3 separate regions of the Gossypium hirsutum genome follow, and all the other regions are linked to region 2. A link is a contact called in public Hi-C data. All regions are on one chromosome and are shown on one strand. Each heading gives the region's core, a stretch centred on a gene start, on an enhancer-like site or on the middle of the called end of the contact. The rest is flanking DNA. Distances are from core to core; before and after follow the strand shown.

Region 1 (3,273 bases), core at 387-2,886, 230 kb after region 2:
CAATAGGCTTGCCAAGTTCCCACTCTCCATGTGCAAAATGACATTTGTCACCGTACTTACAACCTTCAGGACCACTAAATTTGTTGCATAAGCGAGTTTTGACTTGGGAGCCAGATCCATGCGGGACTGCAGCTGTTGCTGTCACATTTCTAGAAGCCGGTGGAACAGCTGGTGCAAGGTTCATCATCTGGGCCACCGCATTGTAACCTCCAGGAACATAGTGCAGGAAATGGCAGCTCTCACCAAATTGACAACCAGCAGTACTGCAATTAAACCAACACAGGAATCAGCTAAATATAAACCATTAGAAGATGACATACATACACTTCACCGGTATAAGATGTCAAACCCGGAAATTCAGTAGGCCAGAAACCTAGCTAGTGCAAGCACAAAATAAATATATCAAGCGTAAACGCATAACAGCGAAAAGAACCAGACCACGCTAGTTCCCTGTCATGTTTTCTATTAGAGATTGCAATCACCGGATCAACAAAACAAACCACAAAACCTTCATCCAGAAAATAGTAAAACAAAATCAAACATGACAGAGCTCCAATGACATAATTTTCACAAAAACACATCATACCTGAATTTCATAATACTTCGATTTATAACTTACCATCGGACTCAATAACTGTACGAAGTTTTTACCATTTAATTCAATCTTAGGTACAGTTTATAAGTTGAAACAAATGAAACATCTTTGATATAATTTGCCTTTTTCACCAAGCAGATCTCTGTTAATCATTAACTTGATTATGATCAAACAACAGTAATGTACCTGTCATAGCTCAATACCCCACATTTGATTAGCAAAACCACAATTTTTTAACTATCAGTATTAGCTAATTTATAAAGTTAAATCCTTTACAGTATAAGCATTAGAAATGAATTATTAAAAAAAAACAGAATTTAAGTACAATATAAACTGAACAACACCAATATTTATTATTTAGGTGGGTATAAGAATTTTAACCTGAAAAATTTGGTGCAAGGCTTCGATTTGCTTCCTACACCAGTTGATAAAGATTCCATTTCTGTTGCACAACATTAATTAATTACTTTTTCTCTTTTATTGAAATTACCTCCAAAAAATTACACGTTATTAATTCTTCATTTGAGATGTTATTGAAATTTAATTACTAATAATTATATAATTAATTACTTCTATATTAACACTTGAACAAGCTGGTGAATATTAACAGGAACAAAGACCATTTATTAGAGTGAAAAAAGGAGGGGAGGGGCAAACCTGGCTTAGATTTCTTGATGCCGCCATTAGCATTGAACCCAGCTTCGCGTCTTCCTCTTTTACGAGTATCCATTTGAGAACTTTGCTTTTAATGAAAAATCACAGATCCATATCCAAAGGAAAAAGATACCAACAAAAAAATCAAACGACTGCAAGAGTTTCAGGAACCCTAAAAACCCAAGAAAGAGGAATGTAAAAACCCAGAGAGAGAAGGAAGAAGAAGAGTAACCCTAGCTTGGGAGAAGATGAGGAAGAGAAACAAAGCCAGAGAGTGGGAAAAAAGGTTGAAAGATAGAGATATTTAATAGCTAGTAGCTAGGGCTGATAATTCACGGCCATAATAATCCAAAAGAATCTTAGCCATTTTGAGATCCTTTTTGGGCTCTATTTCTAATCCAACTTCGATTAGGTCCAAATCAGCCTAACTTTCTTTATATCCATTCAAGTCCAGCCCCTAACTGCCATTTCCTCTTGGGTTAATTTTACTTGATACCCTCCAAACTATAAACTAATTTTTAAATTGGTTCCCTTACTTCAAAATGTTTCAATTTAATCCTTGAACTAAAGTATTTCTAGCCAATTAACTTTGGCATTAAATGTCAATTTGGATCTGATGTGATATTTTTTAATAAATATGGATTAATAATTAATATTTTTGATATGTTAGATTCAAGTTAACATTTAACGTCAAAAACTAATGACTAGACGGATAAAAGTAAAAAAATGAAACGACGATACAAAATGATAGTGCTATATATATATATAGAACTATTATCGACCCCTTGAAAAATTAAAATGAGCTAACTAAAGAATACTGAAGTAAGTATGGAATCGATTTAAACAATTTGGTTAAGTTGATTTTGGAAATTAACTCAACTGTAGGATCGGTTTATTTGATTATGTCAGTTGATTATTGAATTTCATAATCAAACAAGACTAAACCGACTTACTATTTAGCTAATATTTGTATTCAGTTTCGTTTATTGAACTCAACTTGTGACAACCTATACTTTTTGACAAATCTCACCACCATCATTTCTTTCATACTCAACCTTGAATTTTCATAATATTTTTTGAGCAATCATCTTTAAAAGAAAATGATTTAACAAAATAAAATATACAGTGTGAATGACGAAACTCCATGTTTAGAATTCCTTTGTTGGCATTGGCACTGTGAAAACTACAAAACTTTTAGGCTCCTTGCAAAGGGCTACCTTACAGGACTCATCTGAAGCAGCTTCTCCGCTTGATCCGGGAACAAAGTTATAAACAGATATGCACAGATGAGTACAGTTCCGAGCACAGCCGAAATCTTGCCTTGAATTGTCACCAAACCAGCTTTGCCAGCATCTTGCAACTCAGTTTTACCTACGGAATCAAATGTACCTGCAAAAAACAAGAACCATTTCATGTTTTTGTTCCTTGCATACATCACAAGCATGGTCATTACAACAGTACGCGGTTGATGCTTAACCTGGTTTTACAGTTTGAAGCCCTGATGTTATACATGCTATATTCTGGAAACCAGCTTGCTCCAATTTATTGGCAGCAGCAGTAGACCTTCACATTGAAAAAAGAAGTTCAGTTCCATCAATGATTACTCACATTGAGGCTAAAATGAAGATAAGGGCATCGAAATAAATTCAGACCATTCATCAGTTGAGTATATTCAATGCAGAATAGCCTTTAATCGGATCTAGAATGAATCAGATTCGGATGTATACTAATAAATCAGATTGCAAATCAAGCATATCCAGAGCATGGTAAGAACTAACCTCAGCCCCTCTTGACATACAAGTAACAATTTAGATTCGGGAGAAAACTGACTTTTCACGGACTGTACAAATTCAGGATTGAGTTTTGTAAATGGCAACCCAAAGAATAAGCCTGAAAAGTTATTGTGCAAAGTCCTCTTAACAATTGTGCCTGCACAAACAGAACAGATCAACATGTAAGTTATGTAGTACTTAAACTGAGAAATGAGCTGAGTTTATAAGGATTGGATATAGGAGGCTTCACCA
Region 2 (3,243 bases), core at 551-3,050:
TTTCCAGACAATTCAAATTAATTGTCATTGACAATCATATACATTCATTGAAATGTTGTTCGACTTCATCTAACATATTTCAGCATTATACGGGGTCAAATACGATTCCAATTCAACAATCAAAACTTAACTAGGGTTTCGAAACATTGAGGAATGTATCTTGAGACATGCTTCCTGATAAGATTCATCAACCGCCTTGATCTCGTTGTTGGGATTCTTCCTTTTCTTTAGTAATATTATTAGCTTTATTATCTATTATTTAAAGTTCAAATATATTATTGTTAAATAGTTTGTTATTCCTCTATGTATGTATAGGTTGGTATTGTTTGACAAAGGGATATGAATAAAAACCTTCTCTAAATTACTTTCTGTTTCTCTCATTCCATATAATATTAGTTGCCTATCTCAAAAGAGGTTAGGTTTCGATTCCAATGGCTATTGACAATTCTTTTTCCAACCCTCTTGACCCCAACAATCCCCTCACCATAGTCACAATCCAGAACTCTATCAAACTCAACTTCACCAACTATATTTCCTGGAAAATCCAAATAGAATCCATCCTCATAGGCTATGAACTCTTCAAATTCATTGATGGCACACATCCCTGTCCACCAAAAACTACCAATAACACAACCTCCATCAATCCGGCATATCAGACATGGCTACAGCAAGACAAACTCTTGTTTGGTGCATTAGTTGGCACCATCTCCCAAAACCTTGTACCTCTAGTCTTACGGTGCATAACCTCAGTTGAAACTTGGACGGTTCTCGCCAGCACTTATGCTCGTCCATCTCGTGGTCATATCAAACAAATCAAAGATAATCTCAAAAAAATTTCCAAAGGCTCCCAAACTATCACGGACTAGATGCAAGCTATTAAAATCTAAGCCGATGAGCTTGCTACTCTTGGTAAACCATTAGATGTAGAGGATCTTATTGAAAAAGTCCTAGAAGGGCTTGATGACACCTTCCAACCAATTATCGATGCTGTCAATAGTCCCAATACTGCCATCATCTTTGATGAGTTTCATGAGAAACTAATCAACAGAGAGCTCGCCTTACACAACTCCTTCTAAAGTGTATCAGTCACCGCCTACTCAACTCACACTCAACGCTCCAATCAATGGTTTTACCGGTCTCCTACGCCATCTGCATCTCAACAATACAATAGACCTATGCATCCTTTTTTAGGAAAATGTAAGTGGTGCCGAACTCAGGGGCATGTTGTCACTCAGTGCTCTCTCTTTTGTCAATAGTTTCCGAATGCAGCTGCACCTCCACGTCAGGTGAATTCGTCTATATCTCGTATGCCTCCACTATGGAAACCTCAAGCTCATGTAGCTACCTCTAATTTCTCATCCTCTGATCCCTGGCTATTAGACAGTGGTGCTACATACCACATCACAACCGATCTGCGAAATCTATCTGTTCACAATCCCTACACTAGCTCGGATGAAGTAATGATTGGTAATGGCTCTGGCGTTGCTATTACTTACTCTGGTTCTACTACTCTTCCCACTCCTTTCCACTCATTTACTTTATCTAATGTCCTCTGTGCTCCTTGTAATAGGCCCATTTCGCCCGAGCCCATACAAGAACCAAAAAACCAAAATATAAAAAATAGTAAAAATAAAATAAGGTCTAATGTCTATTTACATTTATAACCCAAATAAATCCCTAAATCCAATAATAAATTTAACCTAAAAAATCTAACCCAATTAACCCCAAACAACCCAACACCTAAATTAGCCCAAAAATTAAATATTCCCCAAACCCTAATCAGCCGCCTCGTGCCGCAGCCCTAGTCTCCATGCTCCACAATGGCTTCCACGCGCGCTACACTGCACGCCTACGAACGGCCCTTCCTTCCGTACGACCATCACCACAATGGAACCTGCGACAAGAAATAACAGAAATAATAACAGAAAAAATCAGCCAGCAAATGACAGCAAAAATTAGAGTTTTTTCTCGTTATATTTTTCTTTTATTTATTCTGTATATTGGCTATAAAAGGCTAGGATTACACTGTAAAAGGGATTATGCATACAAATCTCACAAAAAGTTTGAATAGAAAAAGAAAAGCAGTTTCCAAGAGGTGATTTTAAATCTCATTTTTTTCTTTTGATTTTGCGTCTATTTCTTCTTTAATCTTCATTATTGTAAGTAAAAAACAAATAAATAAAGGCGTAAATACTTATCTTCTTGAGGAGGCCTCGAAATCCTTGTTTGCTTCGTGGTAATCTAAGCTTAGATGAGGATTGAGGTTAAGCCTAGCAAAACTCTCAGATTCGTGATCGAACGGGGCCTGATTAGGCCTTTGCATGATGACCGTCGGCTGAATGTGAGAGAGATAGGAAGCTTAGGTTATTTGTTTTGATTTTGTTTAAAGGGATCAGGGGTCATTTTAGGGTTTTTTCTTGTGTTTTTTATGGAGTATACGAAACGGTGCCGTTTAGGGGGAAGAAGATCTGCGCGTTGACCCATTTTGTGGACCAGATCTGCGCCTTTTTACCTTAAATGATCAATTTACGCGCGTGGTCCTATTACTTTGCTGAACCATATCGCGCCTTATTTATGTTTTCTTTGATACTTCTAGATTATCCCCGAAATTTGCGTGTTTACTCATTTTAGTCCATGTTTTAAACGTTTCGTTTTGGAATATTGGTCCATTTTCATTTTTAATCCTCGGTTATTTGTGTGCGTTTAATTTTGGTCCTTGATTCTGTTTTAACAATTTGATTTATTTATAAATTACTCTTCTAACTTTGTTTTTATTACGATTAAGTTTTTTTAGTTAGTGTCTTGTATTCTTTATGAATTATTTGTTATTCATTTTTTAAATATGTTATTCTTAATGTATTATTTTATTGATCTCACATTGTTTTAGTTTTTTTATTTATTTTCTTTTGTACATTTTTGAATTATTTTATTATATAATTCATTATCTTAAAATTTTCTCTATGTAATTTTATATTTAAAAGATTTATATAATATTTATCCTCATTTATTGATATTTATATATACATATACATAATTTATATTGAATTACTTATTTAAATCCTCTTTCGAAGATGTTCATATTTTCTTATTTTATGTATATATATTATTTATGTCTCTTAAATCCAATTTTGGTATTATATATTTTGTTTGTTTCAAATATTTTCCTTTATTATTATCCTTTTATATATGCATTGTTTATGTTAAGACTTTTACTTCATGTATATTAATTATTGTGGATGAATA
Region 3 (3,303 bases), core at 399-2,898, 160 kb after region 2:
TATCCTTATTATATACCATCATGAAAGCTAATCCGTAATCCTTTTAGATTAAAACCGTTCACCTAATTCAATTCATTTTATCTTATGGTCGCGATTGTATCTTCCGTGATAAAAATTATTATTACTTACAATCAATAATGATTAATCATTCATCCTAGACAAATGACTCATGACCATGTTCCATTTTCACAATCCACACAATGTCAACGAGAGATATTATTTACTTTTTATTCAAGCTATGAATTCTACTTTTGTAAGTTATGTCATGCCATACAAAAGTCATGCACTCAATATACTCAACATTCTACTTGCCCAACATACAAACATGATCATTCATTTATTTAGAATTAATGTAAGTCAGACTATTAACATCATAAGTGAATAAATCCATAAATTTAACTTGAGTCTAGTAAAATGTATTCTCAATTTAGACTATTTCTAATAGTCATACTTACTCTGATAGTGAACCGTTTCGCTAATCAAACTTATAAACTACATAACAATATATTATTATTAGAACCATTTGTTAAATTTAATCCTACAAACTATTAATATAAACTTTCTAACATGTAAAACTAAATCAATGGAAAGCACCAACTTTCTTCGTATTTTAATTCAATTAATTATGATCGTGAATTGAATTTTTTAAAATGATTGGTTTTTTTTTTTAGAATTACAAAAAAAAAGATAAAGCCCTAATAATGATGCAATTAATATGAGTCAAACTCAAACTACGCACCAAAACATTTTATAGATATCAGTCAAAATGATTTTTTTTAAGTTTGAAAATTGGCATTTGCAACGAAATTTGGAGGTTGATTAGAAGAAGAGTTGGTCGTCTTTACTTATTTATAGATTAATGAAACACGTGAATCCAATAAAGGGGTCAATATATGGCATTAACAATGAAAAAGACCCCAACAATTACGCGTTGTTTTGGGGCGGCCAGCAATCAAAATTTGAATGTGTTGATGAAAGGAAAAGGATGCCTTTATTCTTTGTCAATCAAGTCCTTAATTTTAGATATATCCTTGCACTGCATATATTCCTTTTTTAAATGCCCATCATTAACCACAAAAGTGCAAACTCCCATCATAACAAATATTAATGAATGAGTGGATTTATTTTTTAAAATTCATTAATAATAATAGTTAATTGAGTCTTAGTTCGATTGACATGTATATTATTGTTAATACAGGAAAATGTGAGTTCAAATGTATTGAAGTGCATTATCATTCTATTTATATGTTGAGGAGAGACTATGAGTAATTTTAAAATATTTATATTTTAGTATTGTTTAAATTTATGTTGTGTAAATTTATATATGATTAAAGATGATATTTTCTTATTAAAAAGTATTGTTTATTTTAAAAACATTAAATGCCCAAATTAAGATTTATCTGGAAGTTACTTTTATAAAAGTTAAATTTTTCGTTGATTGAGTTTTAACTCGATTGATATTGATATTATTATTAGTATAGGAAGATATGAGTTTAAACGCGTTAAAATACTTATCTCTATTTAATAATTTTAGAAAATGTGAACACATTTGAAAAAAAAATTAGCTGTAATTCAAAAAGTTGGGGGGATCTTTTTAAAGTATTTTGATATCTTCTAATTTTATTGAAGGAGTATAAAATTACATCTTAAATTAAAGGGAAAAATGAAATAAAGCCTTTTTTCTTCCTAGTGGAATACAGGTGACAAATAACAAGTGGTTTCCTTAAAGTCATAGAATCTCAAACTTCACCAAAGTTGCATTAAATTTCTAGGAAGTTACACCATCTATCTTGTCTTCATCCCTGAAATTAACCAAATTCTTATCCCAGAAAAATTCCTCCATTAATTTTCAGTGCAATCTCTCTTGAGCTCACATGCTATATGGCAACTTTGCCGATAGTCGACCTGCTGCTTCTGGCAATCATAATCGTAGTTTCTTGCATTAAAGTGCAGTGTTTTGATTTCAAGTTTTCAGATTTCGAAGAAGAGAACAGAAAAGATTTGTTGCTGAGTAAGAATTCAACTATTTTCAGAGATGCCATCCAAATCACACCTGATCTTAATGGTGATATTAAAAACACACCAGGCAGGGCATTCTATGGGAAGAAATTCAAGCTGTGGAGCAAAAAGAAAGGAAAAATAGCATCTTTCAACACAACTTTCGTTATTAATATCAGTAACAAAGATTCACCAGAGGTTGGGGAAGGTTTAGCCTTTGTGCTAAGTGCAGATTCTAATGTCCCACAGGAGAGCTTCGGCCAATGGCTCGGCATAGTCAATGCAACCACCAATGGAACCTCTCGAGCTAGGATCGTCGGCGTGGAGTTCGACACTAGGAAGAGTTATGAAGAAGAACCTGACGGTAACCATGTTGGCTTGGATATTAATAGCTGTTATTCAATTGAACAGCAATCATTGAGTGGCTATGGGATTAACCTTTCCATGGGGGTCGATGTACGGGCCGTTGTTCAATACGATGGCAAAAACATGATTGTTTTCGTTTCTAATGGAAGCGAGACCCAAAGTAGTAATCCAGTATTATCAGTGCCTGTGGATCTCTCCTCGTTTCTTCCTGAAACTGTTCATGTGGGATTCTCAGCTTCAACTGGAAACTTCACAGAGTTGAACTGTGTAAGAGCTTGGGAATTCCATGGTGATGATGTTGGGGATGATTCAAATCTATTGTGGGTTTGGATTGTTATCCCAATTCTCGTTCTGGGTTTGATTTTGGGGCTTGGGATTTATTGGAGGAGGAGATCCAAAAAGGATGATTTGGAAAGAGGGTATGCAAATATAGAAGCTCATATTAAGAGCTCTACTGCTCCAAGAAGGTTTAAACTAAAAGAACTGAAAAGAGCAACAGGCAATTTTAATCACAAAAACAAGCTTGGGAAAGGTGGATTTGGGACAGTTTACAAAGGGGTTTGGAAAGAAAAAGAAATAGCTGTGAAAAGGGTGTCCAAGAAATCACATCAAGGTAACCAAGAATTCATAGCTGAGGTTACCACAATTGGTAACTTAAACCACAAGAATCTTGTGAAGCTAATTGGATGGTGCTATGAGAACCGAGAACTCCTCCTTGTGTATGAATACATGCCGAATGGAAGCCTTGATAAGTTCATATTCTATGATGAGAAAACAGGGAAAGGTGAATCAAATCAACCAAATCTCAGTTGGGAAACTAGGCTCATCATTATACAAGGGGTGGCTGAGGCACTTGATTATCTTCACAATGGGTGTGAGAAAAGGGTGCTTCATCGGGACGTAAAATGTAGCAACATAATGTTGGATTCGGAGTTCAAT

What was found. A called contact is a pair of places that touch in the nucleus more often than the background predicts.
Region 1: a Hi-C map of leaf shows a contact between it and region 2, with 2.3 times the contacts expected there. The contact joins the promoter of LOC107922374 here to the enhancer-like site in region 2. A contact is called at or near these places in 3 of 34 Hi-C or Micro-C datasets (all in leaf).
Region 3: a Hi-C map of leaf shows a contact between it and region 2, with 2.0 times the contacts expected there. The contact joins the promoter of LOC107948287 here to the enhancer-like site in region 2. A contact is called at or near these places in 6 of 34 Hi-C or Micro-C datasets (callus and leaf).

Annotation. Positions count from the first base shown.
Region 1 is chrA01:113,617,525-113,620,797 of Gossypium_hirsutum_v2.1, forward strand. It overlaps LOC107922374 (zinc finger CCCH domain-containing protein 14), which reads right to left and starts at 1,637. Exons shown (of 3, transcript XM_016852375.2): 1 at 1,253-1,637; 2 at 977-1,037; 3 at 1-263. The coding sequence starts at 1,325. It overlaps LOC107921190 (rhodanese-like domain-containing protein 9, chloroplastic), which reads right to left. Exons shown (of 5, transcript XM_016851072.2): 2 at 3,272-3,273; 3 at 3,028-3,178; 4 at 2,727-2,812; 5 at 2,339-2,638. The coding sequence ends at 2,463.
Region 2 is chrA01:113,384,616-113,387,858 of Gossypium_hirsutum_v2.1, forward strand. No RefSeq gene overlaps it. Among protein-coding and RNA genes, the nearest start is that of LOC121208390, 10 kb to the right of the region's middle. Within about 2 kb of position 1,801, at least 9 of the 9 cell types and tissues checked have an H3K27ac peak or open chromatin away from gene starts, as enhancers often do. A contact at or near this core is called in leaf, where this site is marked.
Region 3 is chrA01:113,539,835-113,543,137 of Gossypium_hirsutum_v2.1, forward strand. LOC107948287 (probable L-type lectin-domain containing receptor kinase S.5) reads left to right here and starts at 1,649. Exons shown (of 1, transcript XM_016882779.2): 1 at 1,649-3,303. The coding sequence starts at 1,882.